Linked DNA regions of Mus musculus: region 2 is linked to region 1. The links are chromatin contacts, called in public Hi-C maps. All regions are on one chromosome and are shown on one strand. Each heading gives the region's core, a stretch centred on a gene start, on an enhancer-like site or on the middle of the called end of the contact. The rest is flanking DNA. Distances are from core to core; before and after follow the strand shown. Region 1 overlaps Rab3ip (RAB3A interacting protein). Region 2 holds the start of Mdm2 (transformed mouse 3T3 cell double minute 2).

Region 1 (4,260 bases), core at 1,298-3,797:
AAGAGGACAAAAAATATCAAGAGAGATAGTACTGAAGATTTTCAAATCCTCTTGCTTAGTTCATCAAGAAAATGGAACTAAGCCCCAAAGCAGGAGGGGGATAACGGAAGGGGAGCTTCGAGTGCAGAAGCAGTAATTCATCTCTTAAAGGCTGACTCTTGGGGACCACGGTCCCGTGGGCTTGTGCCAAGCACATACGATGACCCCCAGTTTATCGATAAAATCAGGACTTAGATAAAATAGTTTCCCAAAGTCACAGTGTGCCAGCTTGACACGGCTAGAGCCACCTGAGAGGAGGAACCTCAATAGAGATCAAGCCTCAAGATGAAGCAGCAGGCAAGCAAGCCTGTGGGGCATTCTCTTAATTAGCCGTGGCTTCTGCATCGGCTCCTGCCTCCAGGACCCTGCCCTGCCTGAGTATCTGCCTGGTGTCGTTTCAACAATGAACAGTGGTGTGAGACATAAGCAAAATAAACCCCTTTCCCCAACTTGCTTTTGGTCACGGTGTGTCATCTCAGCAGTGATAACCCTAAGACACACAGTTAAGTCCAAATTCAAGCCTAACTTTTTAGATCCCAAAGCCTTGTACCAAGAGCACATCCACACCAGTATTAAAGCTTTCAGAAAAACACTTCTATGACTGGGAGACCCACCGCAGTTTCTAGAGAAACACAGACACTCTCCATTTCCATTCAGGGTGTTATACAGTGTCCCAGGGCATATTTCAGTCAACATTTCTTGTTTGTATAATAAAACTTGCTGACATTTTCACACAGTATCAGGCTAGAAAGTGTGGCTAGAATACTCAAGTAGGAACATGTTGCCTATTTCATACATTTCAAAACACAAGAGAGGCTTCTGAAGTACTGAGAAACCACCTGAAAAAGCTTTCCTACAAGCAACGGGAGAAAACGCTTTACACTTACTAACTCAAAAGTGACAATAGAAGCTAACCTTTTAGAAACAGCACACTTATTTAAAGTTAGAGAAATCAGAATTAAAGCAGTGACTAAAGGAGTATATTAGATACTTAACAAAAACAAATATGAATTTTAGGTTTTGCTGCATTCAGATCTGGATGAGAAGTAAAAAGCGCAGACAGCCGCTTGCTTCAGTATGAACTGGCTTAAAACTCACAGTGCCTGAAGCTCCAGGAAGCCTTGGGCAATGCCCTACAAACACTTTACACCACACATGACGGTAAAACCAGCAGTGTTTAATAATGCCGTAACTCTTACTTTACACAATTCGATAAACAGCATCTAGGCTATCTTTGTGCTTTCTAAAATGCAAGGCTTCAATTATTTCTGGGTTCTGTTTGTTTTCTTAATTATCTGACTCAACTCTAGAACTTTCTATCAATGGAAAATTTTGCTTCTCTCAGATTTCAAATAAAAAGAGCTACTAGTAATCTTTAGGAAAATCATCATATTTTCACATTTCTTATTCGTACTTTAACACTGCACTAACAGAACGTCGTGACTAGTGGGGGACCCCCTTAGGCACCCACTTTCCTTTACACAACGCATGCCACTTTATTCCCTAGATGGAAACTTGAAATGCAGAGACTCCTGCTGCAGATGCTCTGAGGCCAAGTGGGATGGGGGTGGGATGGGGAGGGTCCTTGAGAGCAGCCAGCCCTAGCAACAGCCTCCCCATCCTAACACTGATATTCTGTGCTAAAGAAGTCTGCTGGCCACCTCAGTGATGGCGATCAACAGGAGGGACAGGTCAGAGGGGACAGTCCTCTCTGCAGGAGTTACCTCTTTGCAGTCTTTTACGATTGGCTGGATCACACTCAAGTCCTGGTGGCTCCCACCCATGGCGCTGCTTGTACTTTTGTTCCTTGTGTGCCCCCTTTTAAAGGGGGTCTTTGCAGCCGCCAGAGGCTCCTGCGTAGGCGATGTTGGAGAACTGGACAGTACGAGTGTCTTCAGAGCGGCCACTTCAGCCTGAAGTACATCAATCTTGAAAAGAAAGCAGCAGCGTCACACGCACAGCATGCTCTACGGCAGATGTGGCCGTCACACGCACAGCATGCGCTGTGACAGATGTGGCCAATGCTAGCAACTTGGCGAATTTCAAGAACAGAAAATAAGTTTAATTTGTTATTTTTCTATGAAGTAATGAAGGGAAAGCAATCCAAGATTTTTGGGTTTCCATATGGATTGGATTCAACTACCAATAATGTCAAAAGGTAAATTTTAAATGGTCAAAGATACTAACATTAGTATGAATTTTCAAAATATTAAAATGTATCAGCTTACGATTACCTTTAGTTCACTCCTAAAATAATAAAATCTACTTAGGTCTCTTTTTCCCCCCTAGTGAATTAAGAGAATAAATATTAACTTTTAAAAATGACTCCAACATCCTTCTACATGATTTCCATGGTGATAAGCAAGCTGGCTGTGACACACTACACACCCGAGTCAAGGTTACATAGTTAGTGCCTATTTGCAGCTTCCACATTAGCACACTTCTCCGAGGGGTCAGGACAGCCACCAAGGGCGCTAGGCACTCATGACCGCTCTCCCCACGGTCTCCCCGCTCCACTGCGAAGGCCCCGACTCACTTTCCCCTGGGCTTCCTTCAGCTGCTTCTCTGCAGTGGCTTGCTTGACGTTCGCTTCCCTCACCATCTTGTGAGCTTCCTGAAAAAGTCAAAAGTCTCAAAAACTGGAGGCAAAGCATTGTAACGCTCATTTCAGCAGCTGCCTAGGAGGCAGCAAAGGGCCTGAAACTAACTAAGAACCCAACAACCACAGTGGGGGAAGCAGCTGCCATCAAACGGACGGGAAGGTAGGGCTGAGGCCAGGCACTCGGCACCTGCTGAGCACCGTGGCAGCAGAGGTGGGGTCCAGTCCATCCAAGGGACACCCACGTCAGGACTACAACCAGTAAAGGGGTCGGAGGACGGCTGCAGGTCAAAGCCAATACATGACAGGGACAAGACGGTGGACACCTCAGCAGAAACGACACCCAAGGAGCTCCAGTTTCCATTAAGACATGGATAAAATGACACGGGTGAAAACGACTGCACAGTGTAGCCTGAGCAGGGAATCTTCTACTCTTAAGTTCCCAATGCCACAGTTATGACACTACAGGCACGGGCCTGCCTTTCAGTCATACAGTGTTATTAATGACGTCTCTTTATGACATACTGCTCCAGGTTCTGACAGCGAATGAGGAACAAGGCAAAGGCTTGGTTCCTAAAGAGCTCAGGGTGCACTCTAACAACAGCAATGGAAATCAGGGTGATAACCCAGACTTCACTCTAAGTGAAAGATGAATTCTTCTTTAAGAGAATAACATGATCTCATATTTTAAGAGATTAAGCTTTTGTATGAAATAATCTGTATAGATTAGAGAAACTGGGAACAAAATGTGGCTTCAGACTTAGTATTTGGGAATGTAAGATATCCAAAGGAGATTCAAAGATACTTATTAAACACACAGTCTGACAGCTCTCTCGGGTCTGTGACAGCTGTTGGTCTGCAGCAGCTCGTGTGAGTCGGGAGCACGAACCTCAGACTACATTAAGTATCCCGATGCTCACTACCGATGGCTGGGATGGAATGGGACGCACCTCGGGAATACTCCCGTCACCGTGCACTGCTCACCCGGCAGAGCCCTGAAGAATGAGCTCAGCTCTGCCCTTCTGAAAACAACAGTTGCTGCAGACTGGACGGACTTTCCTGGGATAAGGTGGAACTGTCCAAAGAAGGCTATTTGGCAGGTGTTTCCAAAACAAGAACGCTATCTGCTTGGATCTCTCCTAAGATAACTGATGTTTAAGTCTGAATGCAGAAGAGACTGATGTCTGACAAAGTACCTGCTGAACAGGGCGGGGCGGGGCTGGGCCCTTGTCACCTGCTGCGCAGTCTTAAGACTGATCAGACTTAAGACAACTGAAGAGCCGACGCCTCTAAGCCAGCTTTGAAAGCCTGGAAGAGCTAAGGAAATGGTGAACACCAGAACCCAGGCCAGGATGAGCCCCAAGGTGAGGTGGGAAGTGAGGTGACCTCTCCGGCTTCAAGAGGGACCCTGATGATACACAGGAGCAGCTGATGTCCCCAGAGAAGGGGGCGCTAGCCTGAAGCATAAAGCGTCTGGCGTGGGTCTGCCGATCGACAGAACACCAAAAGGCAGCGTTTCTAGATGTGGGGCTGTTTTCTCTGACTGTCCCCAAGGTCAGGCGCCATAAGCACTGTGTACAGCAGGTGTCCTAAGCTGTCTCCACCGAGACTGAGCTTTGCCA
Region 2 (3,780 bases), core at 313-2,812, 790 kb after region 1:
TAGTACAGTACTTGCATACACACACATTCTAAAGGCTGAGGTTCAATCGCATTATCAAATCCTATGCAGCTATTAAAAGTAATTTTGTAACTTACTGACAAGCTGTAGAACACCTTTATATGCTAATATAAAGTAGAAAACTTAAAGAGATACAGAGCAAAGACTGGAACTTTATATATTTTATGCATTCCTCTCATAACTAAAATCCTCACAAAAAGCACGGATGCTTCTATGACTTTCGGTTTACCATTTAGAACAGTGATAGAACATCATGTCACAACCAGCAGCACCCACACACTGTGCACTTCTAAAGCCTGCGTCAGGGGAAGGGCTGTGGAAATATAGGTCGCAGTGACCACTCTCTAATGCAATTGCAATCGAGAAAGTTAAGAGTTTGTAGGTAAATACTTAAAACGACTGTGCGATAATCCAGGTTTCAATTTTGTTTCCTCGATTACCTGGTAAAACAAGCTATATTTACACACTCGAGGCAGAAATACCAACCAGAGTCTCTTGTTCCGAAGCTGGAATCTGTGAGGTGCTTGCAGCACCCTCGGTAGACACAGACATGTTGGTATTGCACATTGGCCTACAAGTAGAAAAAAAACAACAACACACACGATAAAAACTTGAAATTATAAAACATCTACGAAAAGGGACAAATAGATACATGCATTTACGAAGGAGACAGAAAACGTCTTTCGGCAATAGCTCTCAAATGCAAAACGACGTCGGCGAGCTGTCCCTTACCTGGAGGCCCGCAGGAGAAGCGCGGTGATCCGAGAGGGTCCCCCAGGGGTGTCCGGTCGGTCTCCCGCTCGCCCAGCAGACGGCTGCGGAAACGGGGCAGCGTTTAAATAACCCCAGCTGGAGACATGTCAGGACTTAGCTCCTCCGACAGCCGACGCCGGACGTGTCCCAACTTGACCAGCCCCACAGGAAGAGCTGAGTCAACTCGGCCCAGCCCAGTCCCACCCGTCCCGGAAGCCGCATCCCGGCGAGTCCGGGACCAGGCACCTGTCACCTCCTGGACCCCAGCAACGAGCCCAGCGCGACCCCGGAGCGGGCCCCCCGCGCGCGGGGCCTGCTGGGAGACCCCCGCTCTTCCCTCCTCCCCCTCCCTCCGTCCCCTCCCGCGCATGCGCCGTGCTAACCGCGCCATCTCCCACCCCACCCCCCACTCCCACCCACACGCACACCCCCGGCCGCAGAATGACATCAGGGCCCAGCGCGGGCAAACGGTCGCCCAGCCTCGTGCCCCGCGACCCCACGAGCCGGCCCGGGTTACGAGTAGGCCCCGGAGGGCGCGGAAAAGAGGGAATGATCGGGACTCTCCGCCGCCCACGGAGCGGGTACCTGCTACTTCCCGCGCATCTTCCGACCCTTCACGGGGAGCGCGGAGGCCCCGCGGCCGGGGCCTGAGCGACCATGGTCGCTCCAGAGCTCGAGCGACGAGAAGGCGGCGGCTCCTCACCGGCCGCTCCTAGGCTACGCTGGCCCCGGAGGCCCCGTTAACAAAGCAGAGTTCTGTGACGAGCGCCCCCTACCGTCCGCGGAGAGAACGCCGGAAGCCACGGGCCATCCGGGCATCGGGGCGTGCGCGCGCGCACGCCCGACGCCGCCTCCTGGACCAATAGGAGGCGGGGGGCGGGGCTTAGCGGCCGCCCGGTGCCGGAGCGCGCAGGAGGTGGGGAGGGGCCGCGCGGTTGTGTTTACCGCTCGAAACCGCAATGGTCGCTAGGCAAGTTCCTATCCGACTGCTGCTGCTACCAAAAGAAAAGCAAGACTAACAGCTGGGTAGTATTTTTAAATCCATCCCGCCAGCAGCTGAAGTTGTATACAAATGAGTGATTTTTTTTTAAGACTTTAAAAATAGGCAAGGTGAGAGAGGGTGGAGTGGGACGGGGAGGAAATTGTGAGAAGGGGGTGTCCCAGAAGGGAACGGAGAGCGGGGTGGAAAGTGAATAAATAATAATGAATAAAAAATGAATAGCTCCATGGTCAAGAGTGCATACAGCTCCTTTTTAGGTTTTCAGTCACTCACGCCACACAAATTCTGTCATTGCAGGGTACTCAACACACTCTTCTGGTCTCCATGAGCAACCGCACCTGTGTGCACAGACATACACATAATTAAAGTTAAAATTAAAAAAAAAAATTCAAAGACTGTTAGGGTCCATGACACCTTGGGCTCATAGTATGTAAACGCAAAGAATGTTTTAATCTGCAGAAGTCAGCATTCTGGTGTCTCCTCTCCCCATTACTAAGATAGAGACACCCAAGTGAGTTTGCAGACCTGACATAAAGCATATTAGCGAATTCTGGGATAGGTGACCTCTATGTTAATCTATTGGGTCCATCTTTAGGGACATTCCATTCCCGGGGTGAGAGGGCTGGAAACTTTTGGCTGAGAAAGTCTGGAAACTGCTGCTGACCCATTGTCCTTGCCTCAGGCGGGGCAGCTTCTGAGGCCCGGACTTGCCCGGAATTGCCCAGTTCTTGGAAACAGAGATTTAGGCCTAGTCCCCTTAACTGCCAGTTTGAAACTTGTCATGAAATCAGCCTGGCCTTTTCAACACATACACTCCAGTGTTTACAAACTTTCTAATTGTTAGTCATCTTGAGGGCCCAAGATAGCATTATAAGGTATAGGAGTTTGGCCTGGACGCTGCTTTAGGCAGTGTGGACGCAGGTCAAAGAAAAGCATTGATAAGGCCAGATATAATGGTGTGCGTGTAATCCCAGGTACAGAGCAACAGCCGTCTGGGTCCACCTTTTAAGGTACATCTAAGAACGGAGGGTGTGTGGCACCGAGAAGGTCCTGCATTGTTCAGTCCTCGGTCCCCAAAGCAAAAGCCCCAGATCTTAAAGGACTTAAAACCAGGGGTGGTGGCACATTTGCACAGTCAAAGATAATCAGGAAGCTGAGGCAGGAGGATAGCTTGAGTTGAGCAATTTAAAGCTAATTTGAGTAACATTGATAACCTACCTAAAGGAGAAAGGTAATTTCGTTCTTTGGGGCTTGCCACTTCTTACTGACAGCCTTCATTTCCCCAACAGTTCGTGATTAAGGACTTTTCAGAAACCTTTCTCCCCTTAGGAATGGAGTGAATATTCATTTTAAATTTAATAACCTTCAGCCAGGCATGGTGGCATAGACCTTTGACCCCTGCAGTAGAGACGAAGAGACAAGTGAGTTCAAGATAGTGTGTCCACGAGTCCACACAGTGAGCTGCAGATCAGCCAGGGCTGCACACAGAGAACCTGTCTCACAGAACCCAAGCCTTGGGAGATGAAGTAGCCCAATTGGGCTTGTGTGCAGTTTCATGGGATTGGGGCATGAGCAGGATGGGGGGATGGGAGGACAGGGCAAAAGGCAAGCAGGCATGCACTCTTAGCTTAAAGCCCTGGGTTCCCTCCCCAGCACCTGTGGGAATGATGCTGCACTTGTGTAATCCCAGCACTTTGGAGGTGAAGACAGGAGGGTCAGAAGTTCAAAACCGGGCGTGATGCCGCACGCCTTTAATCCCAGCACTCGGGAGGCAGAGGCAGGTGGATTTCTGAGTTCGAGGCCAGCCTGGTCTACAGAGTGAGTTCCAGGACAGCCAGGGCTATACAGAGAAACCCTGTCTCGAAAAAACCAAAAAAAAAAAAAAAAAAAAAAAAAACAAGTTCAAAGTCATCCTTAGCTACAGTGAGATTGAGGCCAGCCAAGATAACGAGATCCTGATGAAAATAACTCCCCAGCATTATTACATTATTAGCCTCAGGAACTCCGTG

Evidence for each region. Hi-C and Micro-C count contacts between places; a contact is called where the count stands out from the background.
Region 2: a Hi-C map of CD4 T cells shows a contact between it and region 1, with 4 times the contacts expected there. The contact joins the promoter of Mdm2 here to the enhancer-like site in region 1. A contact is called at or near these places in 1 of 39 promoter capture datasets (the 3T3-L1 cell line), 1 of 484 Hi-C or Micro-C datasets (CD4 T cells) and 2 of 115 datasets of contacts at active chromatin or transcription factors (memory CD8 T cells and pancreatic cancer cells).

Annotation. Positions count from the first base shown.
Region 1 is chr10:116,916,999-116,921,258 of GRCm38.p6, forward strand. Rab3ip (RAB3A interacting protein) reads right to left here. Exons shown (of 11, transcript NM_001359645.1): 5 at 2,576-2,653; 6 at 1,764-1,967. The region is part of intron 3 of Gm51782 (a long non-coding RNA gene); the gene reads left to right. Among named protein-coding and RNA genes, the nearest start is that of Gm51782, 5.0 kb to the left of the region's middle. Within about 2 kb of position 2,548, at least 53 of the 459 cell types and tissues checked have an H3K27ac peak or open chromatin away from gene starts, as enhancers often do.
Region 2 is chr10:117,709,196-117,712,975 of GRCm38.p6, forward strand. Mdm2 (transformed mouse 3T3 cell double minute 2) reads right to left here and starts at 1,563. Exons shown (of 12, transcript NM_010786.4): 1 at 1,357-1,563; 2 at 751-833; 3 at 505-589. The coding sequence starts at 585.